2 separate regions of the Sus scrofa genome follow, and region 2 is linked to region 1. The links are chromatin contacts, called in public HiChIP or PLAC-seq maps. All regions are on one chromosome and are shown on one strand. The core of a region is the stretch at or near the end of the contact, and the rest is flanking DNA. Distances in the headings are between cores, read along the strand shown.

Region 1 (7,382 bases), core at 2,565-5,064:
AATGAGACAGCGTTTTGGATGAAGGAGAAAAAAAAAAAAAGTTTTTATTTCTTTGCCAGGCAAAGGAGGTCACAGCAGGCTAAGGCCTGAAAAACTGTGCCCTCCTTAGGGAGAGAACAGGAAGGGTTTCTTATAGTGGAAAGCAGGGCCACAGTTAAAGATCACGGTAGAGACAAGCTCACCTGCTTCAAAGCTGGTCTTTAGTGGTCCCAGGACTGGTTCTGGTGGTTTTCCTTCTTTCTAGAATGAAGAATGCTTCATCAAGTAGCCAACATCTTTCACTTGTTGGGGGTTTTAAGTCTACAGAAGAGCTGGAAGATATCCAGATATTGTTAAGTGTATCCCTGGAGGAGAAACCAGGCCCCTGCCCCAAGGCTGCACCATTGTTTCTTGACGGCTCCTCCCTGGTCTCTGCATCCCCTCCCTTCCCTGATTAGCAACTGTGTGAACCTGCACTTTGGAACTCAGGGAAGGTCTTGGAGGCTGAATGAGGCCTTCATCCTACTGACAAGATATGGGGGACATAGAAAGGCTTTTGTGCCCAGTAGCCCACCTGGGCCCTGCTTGGTTTTAAGAGGAGTCTCATTAGAATTTGGTCAAGGGGAGAATCTGTCAGTGTCACAAGCCTAATCTCTAAATATTCCCTTTACCAATTTTTTTTTTTTTAGCGCCATACCTGCAGCATATGGAAGTTCCCAGGCTAGGGGTTGAATTGCAGCTGCAGCTGCTGGCCTATGCCACAGCTCACAGCAATGCCAGATTCGTAACCCACTGAGAGAGGCCGGGGAGCGAACCTGTGTCCTCATGGATACTAGTTGGGTTGGTTTCCACTGAGCTACAATGGGAACTCCCTATCAAAATCTTTAAAAACGCTTCTGGTCTTTAAAAAAACAAGTCTAATTAAAGAAATATATATGTCTAACTTCACTGTAAAAAATGTGGTACTTATTCTTACCAATTCTTTGAAATGTGTTGAGACTACTTGAGGTCATTTTTTTTGTAACTGTATGATTAGAACTGTGTTTTCACTAATTTTGGGATACAATATTCTATGTATTTGTCCATTAAATCAAACATAGCTTTGCTCTTCAGCTATTCCATATCTTTATTAATTTTTTGGGGGGGGTGAGGATTCTATCAATTACTGAGATAGTTTAAAAATAATGGATTTGTCAATTCTCTGTTATTCTGTGAATTTTTGCTGCATATATTTTGAATCTCCATTATTAAAGACACAAAACTTTATGACTTTTTTTTCTTGGTGAATTAACTCTTTGTTATTGTTGTATAAAACAGTATCTTCTCTACCTCTAGTAATAGTTTTGGCCTTAATATTTTGTCTGTGTGTGTAAGAGAGAGAAAGAGACCAGGGAACTCCTATGCTAACTTCCTATAGTTAGTATTTGCCAGGTATATCTTTTTCCAAATTTCTACTTTTGAGGTTTGTGTATTTTTGTCTAGCATATAGCTAGATTTCCAAAACTGTAGTCTCACAGTACTTTCGACTGGAAAGTTCAGTCTATGTGTATATGTAGAGATTACTAATAGACTTGGATTTATTGCTACTATTTTCTTATGTATTTTTTACTTATCTAAATTTTTACATTTGTTGGTTTTTGGATTTCAGGGGGTTGGGGTTTTTTGGGTCCTTGTTTCTCTCCCTATTCCATCCTCTCTGCCTACTTGTTAGGAAATTGTACACTCTCTTAAGGGTTTAATCAGGGGCCATTTCCCTAGCAGAACAACCACAATGTATGCTGTTTCTAATGTAAGAATGACCTTATAGTCCTGGAGCAACTAATTCAAGGTATTTGTCTTAGTATAGTGGTAGGTTTTTACTTTGGTTCTGTCTGGGTTACTTTCACTTGATTAAATGAATTGTGAAGATTTTCATGTTTTGCAATATTTTAAAATAGCTCAGACAGCTCTCAAAGAGAAATAGAGTTGGACACTAAAGCCTTTTTTTTTTAAATGGCCACACCTGAGGTATATGGATGTTCCCTGGGCCAGGGACTGAACCTGAGCTACAGCTGGGGCAATGCCGGTTAAGCCACTGCACCTGGACAGGGATCAAACCCTTGCCTCCTCAAGGGTGACCTGAGCTATTGCAGTAGGGTTCTTAGCCACTGTGCCACAGAGGGAACACCAAGACATGATTTATTCAGTACTGTTGGTGGGGGGGGGGCATGTCTGGAGCACACAGTAGTTCCTGGGACAGGGATTGAACCCTTGCCACAGTAATGATCTGAGTCACAGCAGTTTTACAATGCCAGATCATTTAGCTGCTAGGCCACCAGAGAACTTCTTTTATTCAGTACTACTGCAGAAAGGGAAAGAGGCTTCAGTAAAAACTGAACTCAACTCCAATATTGCAAAGAGCTGAGGATTTACAGCTCCAACAAGCAGAGTAAGGAGAGGTCAGTGGATGGAAAATCACGAAAAAGAAGACAGAAAACACAGGGGATTCTTGCTAATCTAGCCTAACAAGATTCCCAAAGGCCAAGGACTTAGACATTAAGAGTAGGGGATGAGGAATTTGATCAGATATCAAGAATGGGAAATTCTTGGAGTTGCCTTTGTGGCTCAGTAGAAATGAACCCCACTATGGGCTTGATTTCTGGCCCCACTCAATGGGTTAAAGATCTAGCCTTGCTGTGAGCTTGGTGTAGGTCACAGACATGGCTGGGATCTGGTGTTGCTGTGGTTGTGGCTTTGGCTGGCAATTGCAGCTCTCATTTGACCCCTAGCTCAAGAACTTCCATATGCTGCAGGTGTGGCCATTAAAAAAAAAAAAAAAAAGAGAATGGGAGATTCTTTAAAAAAAGAAAAAGAGGAGTTCCTATGGTGGTGCAGAAGTAACGAACCTGTCTCATATCCATGAGGACATGGGTTCAATTCCTCGCCTTGCTCAGTGGGTTAAGAATCCCACATTGCGTGAGCTGTGGTGTAGGTCACAGATGCAGCTTGGATCCCTAGTTGCAGTAGCTGTGGCATAGGCCGGCAGCTACTGCTCCAATTTGACCCCTAACCTGGGAACTTCTATATGCTACGGGTGCGGCCCTAAAAAGACAGAAAAGGAAAAAAAAAGGAAGAAAAGGAAAGCTGACTTAGCAGGATTCTTGCTAAAACTGGGCTCCACAAGCAAAGGACTGGGCCCAAGCAGGAGGTCTAACAGAGAAAAGGGTTCAACAGAACCTTCCTAAAGCTTGGTCAAAGGTTGAGTCTTTGCCACACCAACAGAAAGAGGTACAGAAAACTAGCAGTTCTTTTTGGAAAAGCAGATATTACAATCTAAGCTACCATATTGATCAAATAACCAAATGTCACATTACTTCTCCAAATTCCAGAGGCAGATCTAGAGTAACTAACTCTGGCCACACATTTACCAGAGATTTTTTTTCCTGCATTCTATACAGGGGTGCTTTTAAGGCAAATAGAGCATACACTGAGCTAGAAAGAAGTTACAGTAATCACCATTCATGGAGAGCCCGCTATGTATCTGGTATGTTTCTACATCCATTCACTCTCCAGACAACTTTGCAAAGGACTCCTCTAGGCTCCCTTTATTTCAGAGAAGGAAAATGAGGCTTCGCCTGCTTCGCCTGTCTGCCCTTTCTCCCCTACCCGCGGCTTAGGAACCGACAGGCTCTAACGAGAGGCTTCTCTAGGGTAGCTTGGGTAAGGTCGCCGCGCAGTCCCCTCCCGGTTTGCCAAGCCACATCTCCACCAAAGCGACGTAGCCAATCCTAGGAGCCACCACCTTCCGTCCACTGGCACCGCCCTGCGCCCCTCCCACCCAACCCCCGTGGCGGGCCCGCGCCTGCGCATTCCGACGCTCGCGCCGCGCCCGGGCAGCTTTGTGGGATTTGTAGTGAGGCGCCGCGCTGGGACGTATTCGTCGGCTGGCTTCTCCCGCGGCAGCAGGGAGAGGGTGAGTACTGGGCCGTGGCGAGAGACGCCGGGGCAGGCGGACGCTGGAGGCCTGGGCAGGAGGAGTCCGGCCCGGCCCGGCGAGGCTCCTTAGCGGCAAGGGCGGGCGGCCTATGGGCCGCGACCTCCACTCCTGCGCAGCGCTGGGTCCCTAGCTCCAGGTGCGCCTCCTCTCGCCCTGGGAGCCCGGCCGGGTGGGAACGCCAAGAGCTGAGGGGCTAGACGCCGTCGTTCCGCCACCTGTCCCGGCAGCGGCGAGGGTAGGGAACTGGGCCTGGCGGCCCCGGGGCTGAGGGGCCGGTGAGGGGCCGAAGGTTCTGGAAGTCGCTGGGAACTTGGGTTCCTCCCCGCTGTGGGCTTTCCCTGGGACTCTCCTGGAAAGTCTCCAACCATGCGGGACCAGGTGAGGGGTCTCCGGGCGACGGCACCTGCCCTTCGTGGCAAGTTCGTGGGGGAGAACACGCAGTGAGGCCGAACAAACCGAAACGTAGGAGTTGGGAACAGAGAAAGGTTTATTGTCAGCGGCCATTCAGGGAGATGGGTGACTCGTGCTCTGAAAAGCCCCGAACTCCCCGAACTGGTTTTGTAAAGGGTTTTTCTTTTTTTTTTTTTTTGGGCCGCGCCCGTGGCATGCGGAAGTTCCGGGGCCAGGAACTGAACCCGAGCCACAGCAGTGACAACGCGGAATCTTTAATCCTAAGTGCTAGGACACAGGGAAACTCCTATAAAGCATATTTTTTAAAAGCCAGGTGGTGGTGGTGGTGGTGGTGGTGGGGTTGTCTCTGGGTAAGGGATCAGCTTCAGTTGAATTCTTTGATTGGTTGATGGTGAGCTAACAGGGTGGTGTCACAGGGGTTAACCTTACCAGTCCTTAGGCTCCAGGAGGTGGGGGGTGGGGGGGGTCCGGCCACGTGCTCGGAGTCATCAAGAAATTAATTAACACCTTCTATTTGGTGGTGGTCGGGGGTTTCACATTTGTAAAACAACTCAGGAAATGTGTTTCACTTACTGTTGTCTAGGTACTTGAGAGCGAAGCTAAAGCCGGGGCGGCGGTGGGGGGGAGCTATGGGGGAAGGGCTTGTCCCCGGGGAAGGCCCCCTTGGGTCCTGCTCTGTTACAGTTTGTAAGCGGTAGCTCAGGACGGCCCTCTGATTACGAGGGGCGATGCCATGGACTCCCCTTAATTCATATCTCATTAAGAATGAGGAGGCCAATCCTGAGCAGATTTCTACTTGAGGGAATCCTTTTCTCCCCGCCCCCCCCTTTTTTTGGCTGCGCCCACGGCATGCGGAAGTTCCCTAGCCAGGGATCAAACCCAAGCCACAGCAGCGACAACCGCTGGATCCTTAACCCGCTGCGCCACCAGGGAACGCCTATAGTGAACTTTTTTTGGTAAGAGGAAAAAAAAAAAAAAAAAAAAGGAGTGGCGTACGTTTGATCCCTGGCCCCGGAACTTAACACTTGCGGTGGGCACGGCCAAAATTTTTTTTTAAAAAGGTCAATATAGGACAATTGAAAGATTCAGAGGAATGAAAATGAAGAAAATCACTTGAAAATCTTCACTCTGTTATATGTGTATAAGCATAGAAATACCTCTGAACAAATAAATGGATATTAGTATACTTTTCTCCATTAACTTTAAAAAATGAGTTTTGGAGAGTTTCTGCCCAGCGGGTTAAGGAACTGGTGTTGTCTCTGGCAGCCTAGTGGGTTAAGGATTTGGCCTTGCAGCATCTGTTGATAGCAGCTGCAGCTCAGATTCGATCCCTGGCCCAGGAACTTCCTTGTGCCAAGGATGTGGCCAAATAAGATTGAGTTATGGAATATATTTGTAAGGGGTTTAAAGTGCACAAATCGTACGCTCTGTTATTTTTTAATAAACGTTTTTATCTGTGTAAGTACCACTTAAAATGCAGAATAAACTTAATATTTTGAAAATAGTTACTTAAAAATTTTTAAGAACAGTTGTGAATGAACATGAGGATGTCTGCTATACTTTTTTCTTTAAGGCCTTTGTGTTCTTTTTTGTTTTCTAGTTTTATAAACTATATAGGCTATCTGGCTACATATATATGCATTCTTGTCTCATTCTGTAAATTTCTTCAAGTGAAATTTCTGGGTCATACTGAAATGCTTTGATACCTCCTGTCCTATACTCTCTTTTTAAAATCAAATTTTTAAAAAAATTTTCTATTTTTTACTGTTATTTTTTTTAGGGCCCCCCCATGCAGCATATGAAAGTTCTCAGGCTAGGGGCTTACGCCATAGCAACAGGGGATCCGAGATGCATCTGTGACCTACACCCCAGCTTCTGGCAACACCAGATCCTTAACCTAGTTAGTGGGGCCAGGGATCAAACCTGCATCCTCATGGATATGAGTTGGGTTCTTAACCCTCTGAGCCACAATAGGAGCTCCATTTTTTATTTTTATTTTTTGTCTTTTGTCTTTTTAGGGCCGTACCTTTGGCATTGGAGGTTCCCAGGTTAGGGGTCTCATTGGAGCTGTTGCCGCTCTGCCCCAGAGCCACAGCAACGCCAGATCCAAGCCAAGTCTTTTTGACCTGCACCACAGCTCTTGGCAAACCACTGATCGAGGCCTGGGATGAACCTGAAACCTCATGGTTCCTAGTCGGATTGTTTCTGCTGCGCCACGACAGGAACACTCTTTTTTTTTTTTTTTTTTTTTTTTTTGTCTTTTTGCCATTTCTTGGGCCGCTCCCGCGGCATATGGAAGTTCCCAGGCTAGGGGTCGAATCGGAGCTGTAGCCACCAGCCTATGCCAGAGCCACAGCAACGTGGGATCCGAACCTTGTCTGCAACCTACACCACAGCTCACGGCAACGCCGGATCATCAACCCACTGAGCAAGGGCAGGGACCGAACTCGCAACCTCATGGTTCCTAGTTGGATTCGTTAACCACTGCGCCACGATGGGAACTCCGGAACACCCATTTTTTAATTTTTGGCTGGGCCCATGGCATGTGGAAGTCCTTGGGCCACTGCAGTGACAATGCTGGAGCCTTTACTGTCTGCCCGCAGGAGAACTGCATTTTGTTTTTAAATTGTGTGACTGATACACAAGTATATTTCCTTTCTATGTAGAAATATATTTTCGTATGTTCAGAGCAGGAAATCTTCTTATTAGGGTCTTTGGCATCATTGTTGGGGGGGGGGTCTTCTATTCCATATGTCTTAAAAATGTTCATATTTTCTTTCAATACTTGAGTTTCATTTTATGTGCAAATTCTTATTTTCCAAATAGTAAGCTATTTTTCCATGTTAATGAGTCATTCATTCTTCATTGTATGTATTTTTTCCTGAACTGTTGTGTTGGTAGGATTTTAATTTGTTCCATTAACCCTTTCCCCTGTTAAGACTATAATATCCATGAGAGTAGGAGTTTATATATGTGTGTATATATATATATATATTCATCCCTTGCCTTAATGGTG
Region 2 (7,713 bases), core at 788-3,287, 180 kb before region 1:
TTGAAATAAGAAATCTCCTGTGAGGTATTCCCTAAGAAAATCTAGCCACCAAATATGCAGATTTTTTTCAGTGACTTCTCTCGCTAATGCTATTTCTATGCCCATCAAGTATACTTCTAATAATGTAGCTTCTCTTTCAGCTTGCTTTTAAAAAGGAAGAGAAGGCACTGGTTAGGTAAAACAAAATTCTTAAAACTCTACTCAGGGTTTTTACTGGAAATTGATTTAAGTGAGCATTCTGATTTGACACAGAGTTACCTGAATATGGGAAACTGAAATAAATGACACACAAATTAACTTGAGTCAAAAGGTCATCAGAAATGCCATCAAAAAAAATTCTTCTTTCTAGAGGAATTCTCCTGACACTTCAATTACCCAAACTGTATTTTAACCACATAGAACTCTTTAAAATTGCTTAGTTAAGCATTCTTAAATTATAGTAAGCAAAATTACAACATCTGATGACTAAAGGTATTATTATGACTACTACAATGCAGTTTTTGCAAAATATATGTGCCTACTTCGGTTTTGCTTTTTCCTTCTACTGTCAGCCATAACTGGCTCATCTGTAACAAGGCAGAATTCTTAACTAGAATTATCAATATGCAAATAATAAACTAAGAATAAGCATCTTGGGAGAGCCAAAGGTTTTTATTTCTCTAGCTAAGTTCACTACTTTTAATTCAACTGTTAGGAAGTCCCCTGTGCGTCCTCTGCCCCCCTCCCCCAACTAATAATGCTCAGAAATATTACCTCAGGAGACCAAGAGAAAAATCCCAAACCCTGGTTACACAGACAAGGTTCTTTCGCATACACAAAAAAGAAAATCTAGAATTGTTACACCATCTCTAATTAATAAAGAATCCTACATGTTATAATCACCAGACATACTTCAATAAAAACAGCAGATAGAATAAATCTACGGGTTTATATCCATCTTAGGAATCTGATTCTCTACTGCCCTTTAACACTCTATATTATTGATTTAAGTGAGCATTCTGATTGACATATCTTATGCGGACAATTTTATGCACTCTCTCTATATTTAATGTGGCTAGAAATATCACAATTAGATGGATCCAAGAGGACTGCATTTAATAAATAACAAGAAGCCGAAGCCTGTGGCTGTATGTATGGAACACAATCACACAAACATAGCTATAAAATAGGACCAGGTGGTTGACCCAGGCAGTTTTGAATGCTGTTTCTTAAGGCTCAGACAAGCATATAGCGGTTGCTTAAGGATCAAGGACAGCAAGCTATACAAGTATCAGAAATACAGATCTGCCGCACAAGGGTAAGCTCCACCTTAGGAAAAATACAGTTCCGCACAAAGGATGAGCCTCTCAGTATTTCTGCCTCTCCCGTGCTCATTTCCACCATCCTGGACTTGCAGACTTGCAGTTCCTCGGACGCCCGGTCGCCGACCCCCGCCTACCCGCCCAGGGCCTTTGGCTCACTCACAGACAGGGACAGATATGCGACTCCGGAAAACACCCAAATGCTACCGGCGACCGAGACCAGGCACAGAGGGGAGCGCTGGGTCTACCACAACACAACCCCCCGCGGCTCTCGAAGGGCCTCCCGACAGGTCCTCGCTGTGGCCGACGGGAGGAGCAAAGGCCTCCGCAGCCTTGATGCGAGCAGCCTGAGCTCCCAGTGAAGAATAAGCAGCAGAGCCGAGGTCTTTCCGCCCTAGGACTTTAAATTTACCATGACATCTGGGCAACTTCAGGTTTTAAAAGCCACGAGCAGAGTTGTGCCGCGAAAGAACTCCGGTCGCCGAGGCCTTGAACCCGGTCGTTTTTCCGACACCTGGCTTTGACTCCTATAAGACTGGGAGGCCGCCCATCCCAGTACACCCCACCTGAAACGTTACCTCCGCAAAAGCAAAAGGCCTTTTGGCCGCGAAAGGCCGCCAAACCGCCGTCTTCTCTCTACAGGCGCTGCGACAAACACCCCACAAAATGGCGGCAGCGCCGTCTCCCTACAACCCCCCGGCAGCCTCTAGCACCACCTACAACCCGCGAACGCGCCTGCGTGACAGAGCTCGCGCGCTCCCGCCGCTCCCCCTAAAGGGCGGGGCTCCTGTGACGTCAGTGGCGGGCCCGGTCCGCCGCAACGCGTCTGCGCGGGGCAGGAGGTCCCCGCCCCGAAACCCGCCGGAGCTCAGGCGACGCCCTAGGTTGTTTTCGTTTTTGGAGTCTAGGTGAAAATTGGAGCGAGTGCCGGCGCACTGGCCTCAGCTGTGGCGTGTCTGTTCCTTCAGGAGAAGTTTTTGGGGTTTTTTTTTTGTCTTTTTGCCATTTTCTTGGGCCGTTCCCGCGGCATGTGGAGGTTCCCAGGCTAGGGATCTAATCGGAGCTGTGGTCACCAGCCTACGCCAGAGCCACAGCCACGCAGGATCCAAGCCGCGTCTGCAACCTACACCACATCTCAGGGCAACGCCGGATCGTTAACCCATTGAGCAAGGGCAGGGACCGAACCCGCAACCTCATGGTTCCTAGTTGGATTCGTTAACGACTGAGCCACGAGGGGAACTCCAGGACGAGTTATTTTGAAGGCAGCACCTCTAGGCAAAGCCAACAATGGCTCCTTTTTCTGCTCTTCAGCCTTTGGCACTTTGGCTGCCTGCCCTCCGCCTACCCAAGGACCTGAACTCTAGACACAGTCACCACAAGAGAGATAAGCCCCCAGACCCGCTCTGTGCCAGGCCCAGGTTGGCGCTGGGGGCAGTTCAGTGAACGAGATTGTGTAATTCAGTCGCTTGGAACTTCTGTCTAAAAATGGGCTCGAAGAGAATGTCTCGGGAAATAAGCTCAGGGGTGCTTATCTTTTTAAGGCCTGTGCACAACAATATCAAAAGAAATTTAAACTGGGACTCCTTTCAAGGTTTTTCCTGTTGTGCCTGGGCAGGATTTGGTAGCTGGAAGTTTCCCTAACAAAGGTTACCACATTATTTGTCCCTATGGGTCAGTTTTATTTAACCAAGGCAGAATAATGTCTGAGAGCTAGTAAGCCCCATTAAGGAGCTTGCTTACCTCAAGGTGTTTTGCAGTTTCTAAGAATCCCTAGTTTGCCGTTGTGAGCCTGTAGAGAGAGAAGAGAGAAAGCCAAAATCATTTCAAGGGACAGAGAGCCTGAGCAGGAATGACCAGAAGGAGAGGAGAGCCAAGAGTATGGTGTCAGAGCAAGCCTAAAGGAGGGAAAGCTTACAGTGCCAAATGCTAGGAAGGAGTCAGGAACTTTTCTGCTAGTACTGAAAAGTGTCAAGGGGATTTCACGTTCTGAAAAACAGTCAATAAAAAAAATCAGAAATCAAATATAGGAGGGCAGAGTTGAACCTCCCAATTATATGGGTCTGTACCTTGTACTTTTTAACCTTGTTAAGTGAAAGAAGGGCACTGTTATTTCGTGATATGACATCACAGAAACTTGTACAACCTCCTTTGGATAAATTGAATTGTTATGGAGATTGTCCCCGCACTTCAAGAAGTGAAGTTGAAAAGATTACTTGGAAGTGAAAATTCTTTATGCTGTAGAATGAAACAGGCAATGTCATTCTCCTCAGCTGGAACAGTCACCATTTCTGCATCTACAATTTTAAATCTTGCCCATCCTTCGAGGTCCATCCGTTCCTGCCTACATCAGTTCCCATCCTTCTCCCTACTCTTGACTACATGGGTTAGAGATGAAGTCCTCAAACAGTTGGCCAAGGCACACAGGTGTACCTGGAGCTTCCAAAATATGGTGACCAATTCTGCCCATAGAGTGAAATGTATTGGTTCTACAACTAACACATACTATTTCAGGGACATCTAACAGTTAGAATGTTGAGCTGAGTGGACTGAACCATCTTGCAAGGTAAAGTGGGGCTCCACTTGAGGCATACAGAGGCCAAAATTAAACTGGCACCAGAGAAAATCACCCCTTTTTTGCTGGAGCATGAAAGATCTTTGTCTTTTGAGGATATGATATTGTGGTCAGGACAGCACAGTTTTGCTCAAACAGCAATATAAAAGTTAAAAGACAGCCAAGTGGAAAGGCCACCTACAGAGGGATTTACAGACATTGCAAAACAATATCACCCAGTAGGGGAGTCTGCTTCATAGTTACTGCTGTCTTGTTTTAGTGTCATTTTGAGTATTTTAATTAAAGTGTGCCACCAAAGGTCTAATATTTAACTGGTGATCAGAAGGAGATTGAGAATGTCCTATGACTAGCATTTCTCTGTTATACATATGGTGTTCCCAGGTACTCTTGTGGCTTGTGTGCTTTGGAGACAAGGACTTGGTTTGTATTATCATTGGTATCTCTCCACCTACAACTCAGTACATATTTGTAGGTTGTTTACATAAGCTGCTCAGTTGGTTCAAGTTGGATTAAATCAAAGGTAGAAATTTACACCCAGAATCCCTGTGCTAGTTGGCTTAATAATCTTCCATGGCACCTCAACCCGTTCTATTAAATCAGTTACCTGGAAAATGAACACCTTGGGTTGGAGGACTTAAAAAAAAAATCAAAGTTTCTAAGAATCTACTACCAACACCAGAATGACTACCTAATACAGTAGCTTCATCTCAACACAAGAACAAGCATGTCTAAGAAAACTTTAAGTTAAACCAGGTATAAAAAAGCCTTAGCTTTGAAGAGCAACCAGAGGAATATTATTATCATATATTCTAGATCAGAGATTCTACAGGTTTAACTTCAGACAATCATCTCTGAAAGCACAGTTCAAGAGTAAAAGTTTATATTGTGTAAATTAAGTTGAACAAAAGTTTTATCATCTGTATGGAGAAACTCTGACAAAGGTAACAAAGATATAAACCTTTACAAAGGTTATAACTTCTGTTTTAAGTTGCTATTACTGATAATTACCAATTAGATTTGGTATTTAATTAGATTTTTTGGTGTGTTTTTAGGTATTAATTAAATAATTAAATACTCATTATGTGCTAACTGCTGTGTATACATGATCTCATTTAATAGTCTAAACAACCCTGTAAAGTGATGATCATTGGTTTCTTGCTTGAGGTCACAGTGATCAAGTACCAGAACCAAAATTCAACCTCAAGCCTTACTTGCTTCAAAGCTCTTGTGTTTAACCCATTCTATGATTTCCACCCATTCAGCAAAATACATAGAAACTTACTTTACTTAATCATTAGGAAAAACAGGCTGAGTCCATCTTTCAGCAAGACCAAAGTGTTCATCTTAAAAAAAACCCCACTTTTCAAGGTTATATATCATTGAAGGTGCCTCATGATGAAACAATGAGTCAGTTTATCTCTATCACATCAAGATCATCAAAGGTCCCAGGGTGCCTTAGTCACTGTTCAACAGCAAGTCAGAAAGCATCTCCCATGCATCCCATGCTGCCTAAGGTGGATACTAGTTTTCTCCGGTACTTCCTGAGACTGATTGTGAGGAGATTCACACAACACACTATTAAGCAGGATTTATTTCCATCAAACAGTGCCAGGAGCATTCCCTGATATCCAATGTGCCTTGCCATGTGTATATGAGGAAGGAGTATGGAGGGGTACCAGGGGTGATTTAATTCAAATGTTCCACAGGGAATAGGATAGGCTGATCTTTCCAATCTCCTTGTAAGTTTCCATTACCTCTAATGATAGAGCTTCAGAGTCAGGTTAGTAAGTTAGTTTCTCTACATCTGCTACCAATAGTCTCAACTGTCAACCAGCCAATGACACCACTGATGGAAAAATATATTTGCCTAAGTTCTAAATGTCTTATGAATTCTGTAGAACGCTGCATAAGCTCATGAAAATGTGTAATATATGTCTCCAAATCTTCTGGGGTTACCTTTTATTTTAATGTATAAATATAAAGTTCCTATTTCATGTAATTGGTGAAAGTACAGTATCCTTCGGAGTACTCTGATGATTCTGGAGAGGTCAACTTCTCTGGTGGCTTCTTATCACCCCACACTCTAAATACCTATTGCTGCCTCTTTCCCTCATTCTCTTATACTACCTCATCTGCAGTTACTGTCAGTACTTCATAATATTTTGTACCAAGTATTGACACAGACCTCTTCTTTTTGATTCTCCAAAGCCTAACTAGCTTTTATGAGAAATAGGCTTAAAAATTTGAGGATACTGAAAGGGGGGTACAGCACAGAAACAAAAAGAACTTAAATTTTAGTATCAGATTTCACAATTCCTAGGGTCCCAATCATTTCTCATCATAGATCATTTTTTACCGGCTTTTCTCACCTTAGGACTCAACTGGCCAAGTTCCCTGGGATCATCCTCATATTTTCTCTCCAGAGCTTTATCCCTTTTTCTAATCCTTCTTTCTTCCTTCATTCACTCATAAAATATTTATTGGGCACCTACTTATGCCAAACACTGTCTTAGATGCTGAGGATACAAAAGTACATGAGACAAAGTACCTGCCTTCATAGAGCTTATGTTCCAGTGGGGGAGAGAGAAAAAAAAGGAAATAAATACAATATTTCAATGTTTTGTAAATCCTTTGAAAGAAACAAACTAGGGACTGAAAGAATAACTGAGAAAGAATAACCTGCTTTAGATAGGATGGTAAGAGATGTGACATTTTAGTTGAGGGTTAAAGGAAGAGGAGAAGCTGGCCATGTGAGGATGAGACAAAACCCCACTGGAAGTCTCATTTAACCCCATATGGAACTATGTGTGGAGATATTCTTTGACATTTTCTGATAGGAAGGGAAAAAATGGAAACAATATAGATGTCCATCACTAGGGGAATGGATAAGTAAAATGGAAATATACTGCACATTAAAAGCAATGAACTGAATGTACATACAGCAATATAAATAGATCTAAAAACTTAATATTGGGAGTTCCCTTAGAGCTGAGAGCCCACATCAACACATCAAGCCTCAGCACACTGTGGCAAAAAAAAAATAAAAAAAAAAAAAACCAAACCAAGAACCCCAAAACTTACTGTTGAGTGAAGAAAAGTGCTTTATAACACAGTATCATTTAGGCAGATTTTTTTTAAATGGCCACACCTGTGGCATATGGAAATTCCTGGGCCAGGGATCTAATTTAAGCCACAGCTGCAAGCTACACCACAGCTTCGAGCTACACCACAGCTATGGCAATGCTGGGTAAACCACTGTGCTGGGCCAGGGATCGAACTGGTGCCTCAGCAGTGACCCAAGCCACTGCAGAGACAACACTGGGTCTTTTTTTTTTTTTTTTGTCTTTTTTTGCTATTTCTTTGGGCCGCTCCCACGGCATATGGAGGTTCCCAGGCTAGGGGTCTAATCGGAACTGTAGCCGCCGGCCTACGCCAGAGCCACAGCAACGCGGGATCCGAGCCGCGTCTGCAACCTACACCACAGCTCACGGCAACGCCGGATCGTTAACCCATTGAACAAGGGCAGGGACCGAACCCACAACCTCATGGTTCCTAGTCGGATTCGCTAACCACTGCGCCACGATGGGAACTCCCTACACTGGGTCTTTAACCCACTGCGCCATGGCAGGAACTCCGCTTTCTCATAAGTCTCTTTTAAAAATTGCCATGACGCTTAAAGGGATAAACTTTTTGTCAATTCTTAACACATTTGAATTTCTTTACAAAACAGAGTAGTAACATTGTTTGCTCTTCCTTCAATTTGCATAATCCTAGTGAAAAACAGATATTAAAAACTAAATAAGTAAGCTTTACTCAATGGATTGTTTAAAAATTCAACAA

What was found. HiChIP or PLAC-seq counts read pairs in DNA pulled down with a chosen protein or histone mark.
Region 2: a contact with region 1 is called in an H3K27ac HiChIP or PLAC-seq map of alveolar macrophages. The contact joins the promoter of CLK4 here to the promoter of LOC100620238 in region 1. A contact is called at or near these places in 1 of 47 Hi-C or Micro-C datasets (epiblast stem cells) and 1 of 2 datasets of contacts at active chromatin or transcription factors (alveolar macrophages).

What each region holds. Positions count from the first base shown.
Region 1 is chr2:79,546,406-79,553,787 of Sscrofa11.1, reverse strand. LOC100620238 (zinc finger protein 454) reads left to right here and starts at 3,814. Exons shown (of 3, transcript XM_021084340.1): 1 at 3,814-3,931.
Region 2 is chr2:79,723,784-79,731,496 of Sscrofa11.1, reverse strand. CLK4 (dual specificity protein kinase CLK4) reads right to left here and starts at 2,037. Exons shown (of 13, transcript XM_021084353.1): 1 at 1,880-2,037. It also overlaps the pseudogene LOC106507310.